Regions from separate parts of the Gossypium hirsutum genome. Here region 1 is linked to region 2. A link is a contact called in public Hi-C data. All regions are on one chromosome and are shown on one strand. The core of a region is the stretch at or near the end of the contact, and the rest is flanking DNA. Distances in the headings are between cores, read along the strand shown. Region 1 has its middle 6.6 kb from the start of LOC121205563. Region 2 has its middle 25 kb from the start of LOC121204673.

The links. Hi-C and Micro-C count contacts between places; a contact is called where the count stands out from the background.
Region 1: a contact with region 2 is called in a Hi-C map of anther, with 1.8 times the contacts expected there. The contact joins two enhancer-like sites. A contact is called at or near these places in 4 of 34 Hi-C or Micro-C datasets (anther, leaf, petal and 1 more).

The regions. Positions count from the first base shown.
Region 1 is chrA08:119,463,949-119,471,529 of Gossypium_hirsutum_v2.1, reverse strand. No RefSeq gene overlaps it. Among protein-coding and RNA genes, the nearest start is that of LOC121205563, 6.6 kb to the left of the region's middle. Within about 2 kb of position 4,454, at least 6 of the 9 cell types and tissues checked have an H3K27ac peak or open chromatin away from gene starts, as enhancers often do.
Region 2 is chrA08:119,414,671-119,421,910 of Gossypium_hirsutum_v2.1, reverse strand. No RefSeq gene overlaps it. Among protein-coding and RNA genes, the nearest start is that of LOC121204673, 25 kb to the right of the region's middle. Within about 2 kb of position 3,425, at least 7 of the 9 cell types and tissues checked have an H3K27ac peak or open chromatin away from gene starts, as enhancers often do.

The DNA.
Region 1 (7,581 bases), core at 3,205-5,704, 49 kb before region 2:
CATATATTATATGGTTTTTATATTATTTCATTAAGGTTATTTATGTAAATTAAACCTTAAGTTAATATAAGTTATAATATATATCATAAAACATAAAATAAAGATAATAAATATGTTTATTTCTATGTTCTTGTCGAAACAAAAGAAAAGAAAAACAAGTTAGGGTTCGGCCATCTATTTAGCTCAATCAAGGTATGAAATTAGCTCGATTTTTTATAATTTCTACGTTTTTTAGATCGTTGCTTCGAGTACTAGTAAACCCATGCTTGAATTTTTTATTTTGGTGAATATTTTGAGTTATTCCATTGATGAGAGTTTGTGATTTTTGTTGTTTGATGATGAAATATGAAAGATATGTTTTAGATTAACATGTTTTGTATTGGAGTTTTTGATGATTTTGAGTAATTAGGACTAAATTGCAAAAATAATAATTTTTGGGACTAAAATGTGAAATAAATGAAATATTTGGACTTGTATGAACATGGGTAAGATCCGGCCTAACATGAGTGAAGTGAAATTTTGCATATTTTGTGTTTTGTGTAATAGGGACTAACTTGTAAAAAGTGTAAATGTCAGGGGTAAAATGGTAATTTGCCTATTTATGTATTTTTAGACTAAATTGAATGAAAATATGTTTGAATGAGCTTAATTTGAATATGTTTAGATTAAGAACAAAATAAATCAGATTTGGATCGGGGGAAAGCGAAAGTTGTCGGCTAGCTGTCCCGTTCCGTTTTACATTGTCCGAGGTAAGTTTATAAGCAAATAGACATACTTAATTTTAATTAAATGCTAAATATATATGCTGAAATGAAATATGTCAATTTATATTTGCTATGGCTGAATATGAATAAGCTTGGCTACTATATTTCTGAATTCGTTTCGATCGAGTTACGACGTCCGAAAGCCTCGTATGAACCTTAGGAATAGTTAGGATACATATGTCATGACATAAGATTCCAATATATGTGTTCGAGTATGACCATAGCATCGATATGTGGCTCCGATATATGTGTGCGAGTAAGACCCTGTCTAGGACAGTGGCATCGATATGTGGCTACATTTAAGACCACGTCTGGGACGTTGGCATTGTACGATATGTGTGAATTATCCGAGTGTCTTATCCAATTCTGAATGGCTCATCGGGCAAAGGTAAATCATGTACGGATGTGTAAAACGAGCTAAATGTCCAGGTATGAATTAGCTTGTTGGCTACTAGTAATAAGGCAAGTTTATAACTTGATATTGGTTACAAGTCATGTGTAATGCTAATGATGAATATATGTGAGATTGGTATGTGTATTCGGCCTTGTGACTAAATAATTTGAGTATCACTGAAATGATTCTTAACTATGTGCATATGTGTGACCATGTATATTCGGCGTATAGGTAATATATGTATGTAATGTTATATTATGATTTATGAACTTACGTATATAAGTATATATGTGTATGGTTTCATTATAACTATTTGTTTTTGGAGGTTCATCGTTAATATGTTAAAATAACTATGTGAGTATTTGGCTAAGTGGGAAAATTGTCTATGAAAATGTCTTAATTATCTCGTTTGTAAGGTTGAGGTTTAGTATGATATTGTTAATGTAATACGGTTAGTTAAAATGAATTAAATATATCATTGGATTGTTTATTTGTTTAGGACTTACTAAGCTATGATAGCTTACTCTGTGTATTCATGCTTATTCTGTTTTATAGATTTTGAAGTCAAGCTACGAGCTCGGGGACTGTCAGCAAAATTCATCACACTATCTACTATTTTGGTATCTTTAAAAGTTAAAGTCGAATTATGGCATGTATACGCTGGAATGTGTTTTTGAATGTTGGATTTTGGTTTTGTATAATTTGAGCCATGCAAAAATGGCTTTAATCTTTTATGTTTGAGTTCGGTTATGTTTAATATGGTTTGTGTTTATCTTGGTTATGAAGTTATGTGCTATGAATGAATGATGTTCGTGTTTGGTGTTTTATGTTTTGGAAATGTTTAATCATTTTGGATGAGTACATGGTTGATTCGGTTATGGTAAGCATAGAGTAAAGTATATGTGAATGTGTGGTTGTATTTGGACAATATGTTAACTATGGCTTGTAGTAACAAGTTGTTTGGCTAAATTCGAACATGATATAAGTTTGTTTTGCTATGGTTATTACATGACATGTAAAGTTCATGTTTTGATTATATGTCTATTTGTGAATAATGCCTTATTCATGTGAATATAATTTGTAATATGAGTTGGTTTGAAGATTATTACAATAATGTATTTGAAATTTCGGTTATAAAATGAAGTTATATGAGATAGTTATAATCAACTTGTAATTCGGCATTTGCTTGTATAAATGTTTATTGAATATGATGAACTAAATTGTATTATATATATATATATATATATATGTATATCTCATCTTATGGTAAATATATACAAAGATGGTGTTGGATTTATGAACTTGATTTGAGTGAGTTAAAAATGGATGTTCGATGTGTTTTGGCTGAGGTTTATTTTGACTTATGTTTAAATGACTTATGTAGGATATATTAAATGACCGAATAGAAATTAAGTGGTTTGGCCGTGTAAGTGCATTTTAAGCTTGATATATTTCATTTTTAATGTTCGAAAATGATTCAAATTGATTATATTTATATTTGTATTGAAATAGGAAATAAAATGTTTATCTTTTTATTAAGTATTTGAATATCATTAAATAGTTGAATATGTGATTTGTATATGTTTCAAGATTAATATAATCTCGATTAACACGTGAATAGTCTTATGTTATATATATATATGAACATGACTGATACAAATGTATAGATGATTGAAATTGTGTTCTTATGTTTGGTAATGCCTTGTGACCTTAATCCGGTGACGGATACGGGTTAAGGGTGTTACATTAACAAGTTAAATAAATAAATCAACATTAAATATATTTATTTGTTAAATATTAATTAAAATTTTATGGTATATTTAAAATTTGTGTTTTCTTTAGGAATATACCAAATAATTATTCAAAATTAAATATAATTATATTTATAAAGATACATTTTCAAATTAAAATTTTGCAATATACCAAATAATTATTCAAAACTAAAATTTTCTTGATGGGTGGTAATTATTTCCCCTTTTGAAGATATTGTTTTCCTAGAAATGTTAATTTTGGTGTTCTAGCATATTGCAAGCATTGTTCTTCTTTTACTTGGAGGTTGTTAGACATAGTGTTATAAGGTTATCAAATACTTTAATGAGTTAATAATTTTACTAGGTCTTTTGATGATTGTTGATAAGTAAATTTGATCATGGGTTAGGTTGAATTGGATTTATGCAAATTTTTAAGTTTATTTTTTTAAGTTTAAGTCTAATTTAATTAAAAAATAGACTTAAAATTTTATCTAAATTTAATTCAGATTAAAAATTTTAAACCTGAACCTAATAGGACATGTACCAAACACTTCTAATCAATCAACGTATATTTTTTATTGAATTAGTGGTTAATATACGTAAGTTTTTGTTAATTTAATCTATAAAACAAAATTTTGTTGAGTTAATTTGGGCTTAGCCCGAATTATATCTGATTCCAGTACACCCATATTTAGGCGAGTCGGGTAAAGAGCCTGATCCAAATTTTGGACCCACCAACAGATACTAAAGCTTTACAGGTGGCAACACAGACTTCGACTTGCGTGGATGCCTCACCCATCGTTAATTTGGAACAGATCAAAGGAAAACGCGTTTTACCTTGTTTTCACCTCTCTCGCTTCTCTTATTATGCCCGCGAAAACATAACCTAGAAAATCTAGGTTTCTACTGTCGGCGGCGCGGCCGGCCGCCGCTCACCGCCACCAGTCTCCTCCTTCCGGCGGGGGTTTCTCTGTTCCTCTTGTTGGAACTTTCAATATCGTTGCATCTTTCTTCCTCTCTCTTTACTTTTTTTTTTTGGTTTACCAGTTTCCTTGGGTCCTTGTTTTGATGGCGGCGGTGGAGGAGGCACTTTTGGCTTTGTAACGATTCCGGGAAAATCCCACATTTTCCGTCGCAGCTGCCTCTTTTGTTCCCCTTGTTCTTGATCTTTTACCAGTGCTTGGGGTTCCCGAAGCAGTTCCGGAGAGGATCCGAATACAGAGCTTTGCCATGTCCTGCCACCGTTTGTGGTCACTGCCATGTCTTCCTTCCCTTTTGCACAAATCTCACCCTCTATGATCTTGTCGCCTATTTCGTCCTGGGATTTGACGCGCTGCTTTAAGTTCGGTGAGGCCGCCGAAGGAAATCCGACGGCGGGTTCCTCTTACGTTTCTTTTGTTGTCGGGTTCGGGATCCTTGGTGTTGCTTAGGAGGTCCGGTTTGGTTGCCGGCGGGTTCTTCGACAAAGCGCTTAACAGTACGAAAAAGGAAAAGGCATCGAGGGGGCCCATACGAATATTTCGCAGATTTTATTTATATTCGGTGAATGATAATCTGAAACTACCTTAAATCAGTCAATGTGCTTATTATGATACGTACCATAACTTTTCACTGATACGTCGATTAAACAAAATGAAATTTGCATGTACAATGCATACATTGAAGCCAAAGAGATCACATCTCTCTCTGGACTAAGTTTGGGGAAGTCCTTAACTAAAATTTTCAATAAATTTAATGGATTTATTAATTATAATAAAAAATTTCAAAAAATAAAAATAAAAATTTCAGTAAATTTAAAAATGAAAATTTCTAGAAATTGGGGGTGAAGGTCCCCTTCGGCTTCATTCATATTCAGATTTTCTTTAAGCAACCAGAATGGAAATTTCATTGAATCGAAAATCTAACAATTACATAGTAAAAAACAAACCCGTGCACCCATATTACAGATCAACTCCATAAACCCTAAAACAAAGCCCAGAACATGTAATTACACCTACAAACACCCATGTGTACCTATAGAGAGACAATATACCATAAGGGAGTTGATTTAATTTGGAGGACATGATTTGCCATAAACAGGGGTAGACCCTTTCATATTACAGCCGATCACCGGTGCAGACGAATGGTCAGCAGGAACCGCACGAGGTGCAGCAACAACAGCAGCTAGTTGACAGGCGAAAATCAACACCGACGTGATAACAAGTGCTTTGAAAGTCATCCTATAAAGGTAGGCCACCATTGATGTCTGATAATGATCCGGAGAGTGAATAATGAGTGAAGAAGGAATTTAATTTAAAGGAAGACGAAGTTATGGAGGAGATACGGACATACGGTGCTTATATATTGGCAACGTAGGAGCTTCTCCACCAACCAGTTTTCAGCTTCCTTACGGCACAAGAAATCGATTATTATATTATATTTTGACTTGTTTATGCCGACCGCCCGTAAGTTGCAATAAGAAAGTCATTGTAATATTTATTATTATTATTTTCATTTTTAATGTGATTTTCATTTTTAATGTGTATAGATAATCACAAAATGAGTTTATTCTTACAATTTCAAGCTCTAAACCACAAATTATATACACTGAACAGAAAAGGAATCAATGGTTGAAAATGATGGGTTCATGCAATCCGAACGTACGAAACCTGGCATTACCTTTTTCCTAATATATTAAAATATGTAATCAAGACCACTATAGAACACAACATCATGGGGTCACAAAGGGGTGGGTCAAGTCATGGTGAAAGTGCTTGATAACTACCCGATAGTGTTCCCTTTAAAAACTCCTCTACTCTTTTAACTTTTCTCATAGATATTTTCGAAATCGTTATTTTTAAACACTTCACACACAATGTTTGAAGGGAATGGTTTATCACCACGCACAATGTTTGAAGGGAATTGTTTATCACTTACTTTTTCGGAGGTTCAAATTGAATGAATTCTATAGATAAACAATATTTAATCACCGTGTTAATATGATTTATTTTATTGGGTTATGATGAGCCAATATATTTTAAATGTATTTGGGGTGAGTCATTAGTAGGCCCAAAGATTTTAGGCTAATCAACAATTGAGTTGGGTAAAAAATAGGCCCAACCAAAAAGTTCAATAAAAGATAATTTATTGCATTAGAATAGTAACACGAGAAAGGTTAGAGAGGCATTCATGGGTCAGGTCAAATAAGACATAATATAATATATTACAAACATAGAAAAACAGATTGAACTAACCTTAGGTCTTGAATGTTTGAGTCCTAATTTGATTCTTATTTTAAATGGATTTAATTTATTTTTACTTAATCTCATTTTTTTAGCCTAATATTTTTATTCAAACTTTCCAAAATTTCAAGTAAATCTTTAAGCTTGGGCAAGTAGCGTAATCGATGAATAGGTCTAATAAAAATATTTGTTAAATACATATAGATGTACATGCCAAAAGGCTATACATGAATGTCATGTCTTGATCCTTGTATCCTATTCCAATGGCAAAGTCAATAAATTGGTTTGGGGGTTGAAAAGCTTGGAGAGCTAAAGGTAAAAGTTTATTTAAAAATATATTAAAATAAATGCTTAATAATAATAATAATAATAATAATAATAATAATAATAATAATAATATACCACTTAGTTAAGGAGGCCAAGGCCACTTCCTACTGCTCTCTAGCAACGTCCTTCTCCTTTTTTAGCATTTCACTTCCTACATTAATCACATATTTGCCCGATTTTATTGCAATTGTACAATGCCTGTTGTAATATTTATAGTTCTGATGAAACACGAAGTATTCCAATGGGTTGAACCTATAAGAAGAGGCGGTTGAGCAATAACTAGCCTACGCAATAGAGTAGCAACTATTAATACAGTTTTATAGTAAAACAGTTCATAACAAGATAAGTTTGCAAGAAAATTAAAGGGACTAAATTGAAAAGAGTGTAAAACTAAAAGGACTATCTAATAATTAACTAATGGGAGTTGGTTGACTTCGATGTGGTTCACTGAACGTCAGACTAAGGACATAAATCGCATAAATTACCAAGTGGCTCTATTTTATCTTTCGATCTCAATTTTACCAACTTAGATAAATTATGTCCGATTTATCTTTCGATCTCACCAGTTAATCCAGGACTAATGAATGGATGCACGATAAGATTACCTTCTGATCTCACTTTATCTTGATATTCCCTTAAGGGTGTTGATGAGTCATCATCATATGATTATTTTGGATTATATACATTTGCTTGGTTTCTTGAGCATTTTTATATGTTTTAAATTCATGAAGGTGATTTGAAATTTTTTTGTTTGTATTGTAAATATTGTGTATTTTTAGTGTTTTTCATGCATCTAGTTTCAATAAAAAATTCCATGTGGAATTTGTAGGTAAACAGGTTTGGGAAGAAGATCTCAATACATGGAACCTTGAGATCAAATGCACTAAGCTTAAATTTGATCCAAGATGATGAGTGGAAGTTCAAAGCTCAAAATATTAAAAATTTATAATTTGAACACATTTAGAACTTTTAGTTGGAACACGTCTTAGTGTTTCGATCATGTCTCGAGCTTTAGGACTTCATTTTGGGTAAACCTTATATTGTCAGAAAGGGGATTTGAAGATCTACTCAAATATTGGAATATCAACACCAAAATGCATCAGGAAAAAATCCAAAAGTAAAGA
Region 2 (7,240 bases), core at 2,176-4,675:
CACTAGCATAATTGACTTTCGGGACACTCGACGTGGATTCTGACGCGCATATTATACTCTTCCTCCTTAGTCTCTTCATAAAATTCTATTTCCTTGTTGTCCATCAGGCCTTGGATAACAGCTCTGAAATCTTCACATTCTTGAATTTCATGCCCTCATTCATGATGAAACTCGCAGTAATTCTCTATCTCATTCCAACTTTCTTCTGTATTCAAAATAATTAAATCCCTTCTTACCATCTCCTTCCAGACCCATTTCAAAGAAGTTTTTACTTCCGTAATATCTGCCTTGATTCTTTTTCCCATACCTCCATCCATCATGTTTACCTCACTATCAGTATGATTAGGTAACGGATTTTCTGCAATAGGCGTATTATCAAACTTCACAATGCCCATCTGAATAAATCTCTCGACCAACTTCTTAAAAGTGTACAATTTTCTATTTTTGGTTCTGGTATAATTTTTTGGGCCCGGGAGAAATGGGCCTATTACGAATGTCTTTGGTAGAATATAGTTTGGTGTTCGATTATATATTGAAGAAGAATCAGTATTGATTAATTTAATAAGATCAATTTTATTCATCTTGTAGTGATCAAGAATGGTCTTTGGGTTTCACAGAGTATGTAATCAATGATTTTTGGCTTTAACAAATAAAGAAATAGAAAGAAAAAAAATTAAATTGTTCAAAAAAAATAAAAGTATAAGGACTAGTTTTAACAAATGGAAAATATTGAAAAACTACATTAAAAGAAATGGAGAAAGGAGGAAAATAGAAGGAGAAGTAGAAAAGAATGGAAAATAAAGGGAGAAAAAAAAGTTAAAAGAATATAAAAGAAAAGAATTAAATTGCTCAAAATGAAAACATATAGGGACTAATTTTATAATTTAACCTAAATTTTTTGTTTGAAATGATGATTTAATATGCCACATCAGCTTACTGTTACACTGTTAACTAAAATTAATAGCTTAGTGACTAAATGTTACAATACGATAACGTAAGTGGTTAAAACGTAACATTTTAAAAATAAGTAACTAAAATGTAACTTGAGGCAAACAAAAGTGACTATTTTGATTGTTTACCCTTTTTTAAAATAAAATAAATTTTTACACAAAAAGCTTTCTCTCGAATCCCAAATTGTAGTTTATTGATCAGGTGTTCATCTATTCCATAAATAGTTTGGTTTGAATTATAGTTGTAAGAAAAAAAAACTTTCTCTCACGCACATTGTGAGTATGTGACATACTCAATTGTTTATTAAAATCTCATAAAATTTTTTTGAAGTTTTGATTTAAGTGATAAAATTGAAAGTTTAAAATATTATGGATTCAAATTCGAATATTGTTATATGTCTTTTTTTATTAATATTATATAAAATTTTCTCATAATGAAATAACTTATTTTACTAAATTTTAATATAACAAGATATATTTTAATTCACCACAAGTTAAAAACTAGATTTTCTTGATATTGTAGTCTCGTTAGAAATACAATTGACAACGAGTTGGATTCAACAATTAAAATTTCTTTATGAATCCATGAAAAACTAAAAAAGAAATTGAGGCCCATTTTATAAGTTTGATCATTAGTTTTTTGTTACTTGGAAGTTTAATCCTAGTTTTAAACCCAAATAACAATAAAGAAAAGAAGGAAGATATAGGGGCAAAGCCAAGAATTTTATTTAGGTGGTCGAAATAAAATTATAAAATTTTAGGACAAAATAAATAGTGTAAAAATTATTTAAATTAAATTATTTATTTTTTAGAGGGGACAAAATTTGAAATTTTTTCATTATTGGAGGACTTTATATAACAATTTCACCATTCCGTAAGGGGGTCAAGGCCCTAATCACAATTGTTTTTCGATTAATTTTATTCGATTCAAGAGTAATATTGAAGTAAAATTCTTCACGATCACAAAATTTAAATTTATTTCGAATAGATTATAATTAAACTAAATAAATAGTGACTGAGCCTCATTAATGTAAACATATATTATTGTTAATATTTAGGATTTATTCGTGTTTGATTATTTTTTTAATAATATTATTTTTAGAATTTGAATTTACGTATCCTCTAATTAGAAATATAATATATCTTATTATTGCAATTAATAATTTTTATAATCTTATAACCTTTTGATTTCTTAATAAAATATTTGATCGAGCAAAAATATTATATATATATATAAGTTCTTAACTCAAATTCAAATACGAGAGTTGAAGAGAGGTCGGATTCTCTCTTCGGAGAAGTCTTCAAAGGGTTATTTGTATATCATTTTGATTTGTGCAAGATCGATGGAATCGAGAGGTTTTCAGATAACGCTGTTTGTGTTTAATATTCCGGTGACTATGCATGACTATGCATTGGAAAGGGTTATAGACTCTATTCAGTTACCACGGCAAGGTGGTAGATGCCTTCATCCCGGAAAAAAAAAGCAAAGGTGGTAAGAGATTCGGGTTCGTGAGATTTTCTAATTTCTCGGATGCTCAAAGGGCGATATCAAAGATTAAATGGCTTTGTGATTCTTGGGAGTAGAATTTGGGTGAATATAGCAAGGTATAAAGGTAGGAGGACAATATGGAGAAGGGTTATCAAGCAACGAAGTCCATTGTTTATCAAGGAAACAAATCAGAAAAGTGTGGAAGATGTGTTAAGAAGTAAGGAAGTCGAAGAGGATATGGAGGCAGTTCAAAAATCGAATACGAGGGAAAGAAGATCAGGTGATGGTTCGGGTGTAGGGGAAATGTACATAGAAAAAGTTGTTCAAGGTCACGTAGAAGATGAGCAATTGTGGAAATTACAGAAATGTCTGGCAGGGGAAGTGGCTTCTTTCTGTGAATTGAAGAGTTTAACTGATAGAGTTGTGAGGATGGGTCTTGGTGAAATATGCGTGAAGAGAATTCAAGGGAATTATTTTCTTATTGAGATTCCAGACGAAGAACTTTTAGATATATTGAAACGAAGAGAATGGTCGTATTTGAAGGAGTTCTTTGTAAACATTAAACCTTGGTCAGAAAAGATGGTATTCTCTGAGAGGGTTACATGGATTGAAGTATCTGGGCTTCCTATGCACTGCTGGAATTATGAAACGTTCAAAAGGATTGCAGGAAAGTGGGGTACTCTGGTGTCGATGGGTGAAAACTTGTCAACAGCTTTGAGAAGATTGAGATGCTGATTTCAATCTCACAAGTTCAAAAGTTAGATGAGATTGTATTATTAGAGGTGCGAGATGTCAGATTCTCGGTCAGTGTTAGGGAGAAAAGATGGTCAGAGGAATCTAAAAATAAATTTTCGCAGAAGGAAAGAAGTCAGGTGGTGGCCAATGAAAGTGTGTCGGAGTCGGAATCAGCGATTGGCCTGGAATCGGAGAAGTTGCAGAATGGTAACCTAATCGTCTCGACGGACATAATAAAGGAAAAAGTCATTGAAAATGAAAGTGTAGGAGAAGATTGTCAGAAGATGTTATGGGAATTAAATGAAGGTGATCATGATGCTCTTAACGTGGGAATTTTAACAGAAGATGATTTTGGCGCTTGTAGACTTAATAGTGGAATGGATAGGGCATGTGAGGATGTGGCTAATATGGGGTTGGCCTTGGTTTTGGGCCCAAGTGGGGGTCATGATGGTTCGGTGGATTTTGATGAAGGATTGGGCTCATTAGATATGGAAGGGCAACATTTGAGAGAGGGTAATACTCTGCTACCAGATCAGATTTACCCAAATAATCATGGAATCCCAGAAACGGAGGGTAGGGGCTTATGCCAGGAGATTGAAGAGGAATTCTTAAATACGGTCAGAGGTAGGAGGAAGAAGAAACAATTTAATAAAAGAATCAGTTCCATGCGAGTAATTCAGGACAGGGTGTTGTCTTCCAAAGAAAAACAAAGGAGGGATCGAAGTAGGAGAAAGGAAAAAAGCAGTGCTGCGTCAAGAAAAGAAGATAAAGTTGTGAACCTTTCATTGTCTAATTCGGATATCAGTAACAGGAGGAAGGTAATTCTAAGGGAAGCTAAGCAGACTTGGGAATTAGGGAAGAAATTGGGGCTTAGTGTGAGGGGAGACGAAAGAGATGTTATTGAAGACATTATGCGGCTTGAAGATCAGTAGTAAATGAGGCATAGGATCATAAAACACCATTGCAATATCAAGAAAAAAAAAAGAGAAAACATTGAATAAGAAGGGACAGTTTATGTATGAAATTCAAAGCAGCAGTTTAACGATTAAAGTGAGAAAAAGAGAGTTAAAGCAAGGCAGAAGGAAAAAGGAAAGGAAGTTAGTAAAGATGATGAGAGGATTGCAAATTTATCTCTAAAGTTAGTAAGGATGATGAGAGGATTGCAAATTTATCTCTATCAGTTTTAGATATTAGTATCAGAATGAGGGGATTTATTAGGGAAGCAAATAACACTTGGGCAATCGGAAAGAAATTGGGGTTCAGTGTTCGTGGTGATGAAGAAGATGTTATCGAGGAAATTATAGGAGCGGAGATTTAATAAAAAAGTTTCGAAGTCATGGAGAGAGAGGAGATTAGGTAATGGAGGTTAATACTAGGTGAAGATGAACCTCGTCCAGATTTTGGAGAGAAAATTGGAGTTTGTTGTTGAAGGTACTATTCAGGAGGTTTTGGTGTTTGATAATTTTGAATGTTTGTTTTCTTGTCTGTTAGTGATCAACTGGGTGGGGTAATGTCTTTATGGGTTAAGGAATGCTTTGAGGCAATTTGAATTAATTGTGAAGTCAAGTTGTTAGTAGTGGTAAGTAGGTGGATGGGGGATGTTATGTAAGAGTCATTGATTAATGTGTTTTGCATCGTATGCTTGCTCTGATCAAAGTGTATTTTAGGGCGAGTTGAAGGAGCGACGTAACAGTTTTTGCCTTCATGAATATTGGGTGGAGTTTTTTAAAGCTGTTATTATTGAAGGCGACAGGGAAGGGAGGTGTTTCAAGGATGTATGGGACCTTAGTGCTTTTTGGGAGAGTATGGACAGCAAATTTTATTGAAATGCTGATTGTTTGGAGAGTTATTGGAAATTGCATTGGATTTTAGACTTGTTATATGGGCAGCTTCTGTGCCATCGAGATGGGAGACAAGGAATGTCTTGTCATCGCTGTTTTGGAATGTTTCGTGGTGTGGCACTGGTCATATTGATGATGGTTTCACAAGGCTTCTTTGATTGCATAACTTGAAAAAGGAAGTATGCGATTGTCTTCAAGAAAATGAGGTTTTTGTGCTGTTGAGTGGGAGGATTGTTTTTTTTAAGAAAACAGATTGTTATGATGATGTTATGTTTGCATGTGATGTTTGGTGGAATTGGTCGATCTAGAGTTGATTTAATTCTATGTAATTCCATTCAGATGCAACTTTTGGTTGGTATTATCCATATGGTTGTTTGTATGTGGGGTTGCAAAGGAGAAATGAGTTTGGTAGTGGTTTTTCCGGTTTTGCTGCATCAAATGTTTCTGTTATGATTGAGAGTAGCGCGGTGAAGTTTTTTTTGGAGTTATTGTTTAAAGTTTGGTGTTCAAATAAAGATAAAAATGTCCGTGGTTGCTGCACCATTCTTCAAGAGAATTGAAATTAGGATGTCCAGAGATGGATCTGTCTCTGTTTAGAAAGCGGATATGCTCGGTTACATGATGGACTTTGTAATTACGGTTACAGGTTTGAAAAGGACTGGTTTGTTTAAGGCAAGGTGGTGATTTTTGGAAGGGAATTTGGTGTGTTGTTGATGTGTTTCCTCAGGGAGTTGGTAAGCTTTTATGTGGAGCTAGGAGGCTTTTATGCTGGTTTTGTTTTTTGTGTTGAGCTTTGTTTAACAGATGGGGATATTGGGGTTGTGGTGGGAGATAGTTTGCTGTTATCATGTTGTGTTTGGGTTTTGGATTTTGGGAAAGGGTCATTCCGTTGGGGGAATGTTTTCATTTTGTTAGTATGTCAGCATTCTTGCAAATGCTGATTTTTGTTATTTCTTGATCGAGCAAAAAAAATATATATATATATATGGAAATGGGAGCTTTATTTCCTAAATGAAATAAGCATGTTCATTGTCAACAAAAAATATTATTTCGTAAAGTGTAAAGACAAAGTAAGAAGTGGGAAGCAAGACGACAGCACAGCGATCGATGCATTTAGTATTGTCGATGACTATTATTTTCATACCCGACAAAATCTTACTTTGTAAGGGATGTATCTGCATGCCTGCATTCAACATATTGAATAATATTTGATTAATTGTTAACGTACGAGGTTTATGTACTATCAATAATTAAAGTAAAAAAAAGTTTTAAAAAATTTAAATTTAATCATAAATTTTTGGAATGATTACATTATATTAATTTATAATTTCATAATTTTTAAAAGAAATTTTGAGGCCAAGGTTATTGCATGTAGAGTAGTGGTTGATTATGAACAATAATGAAGTTAGAAAATTATTTTAAGGGGATCAGAGATGAATTATAAAGTATTGAGGACTAAAATACAATTTTATCATTATAGTAACATATAATTTGTGAGACTTGTAACTATTTTGATGGTGATTTCATTTTTATGTGAATGGGTATACAAGTTTAAATCTTAAAAAATATGAAAGGATTTTTAATTTAGCAAGTGGTGCATCATTTACTGTGATAAAATATTTAAAGTTGCGACAAAATAATAACTTGTCATATTTGGATGATTGAAAATTTATTGAATCGTATCTTTGGGTTAAGTTGATATTGTGGAATGAATCAAACCTATCAATGAAAACCAATTCACTTGGAAGAGCTTATTTAGAAGGTTGGATCGAATTAGATCGTGTGGATTAAATCTCTTTGATTAAGGAGGTTGGATCGGATTGGAACTTTGAAGACTTAGCTGCCAACAATTCATGTTTACCTTGGTTGTTAATATTATATTGTATTATTCTATTTTAATTGTTGTTTAGTAAGGATTGTGATAGATCTTCATTATGTTAGCAAGTCTCGAAAACTCTATATAATTGAGAGACTTGTATAGGTTGATGTATTGATTATTGAGAGCACTTATCTATTCAAGTGATGAACATTATTTGTGAGAGTACATTTGTGATTGTAAAACCTTTGTGTTGTGGTTTTACAGACTAAGTTCTTAGGGGGAGAATTTAGTGGTAGTGATCTAGTCATCGAAGGTACAAGAGTGAGTGTAACGTCCCTAAAACCCCTTGAAAATAATAGTACTAATACAAGATGACATGTGTTAGAATTTTCGAATGAAATAAAAT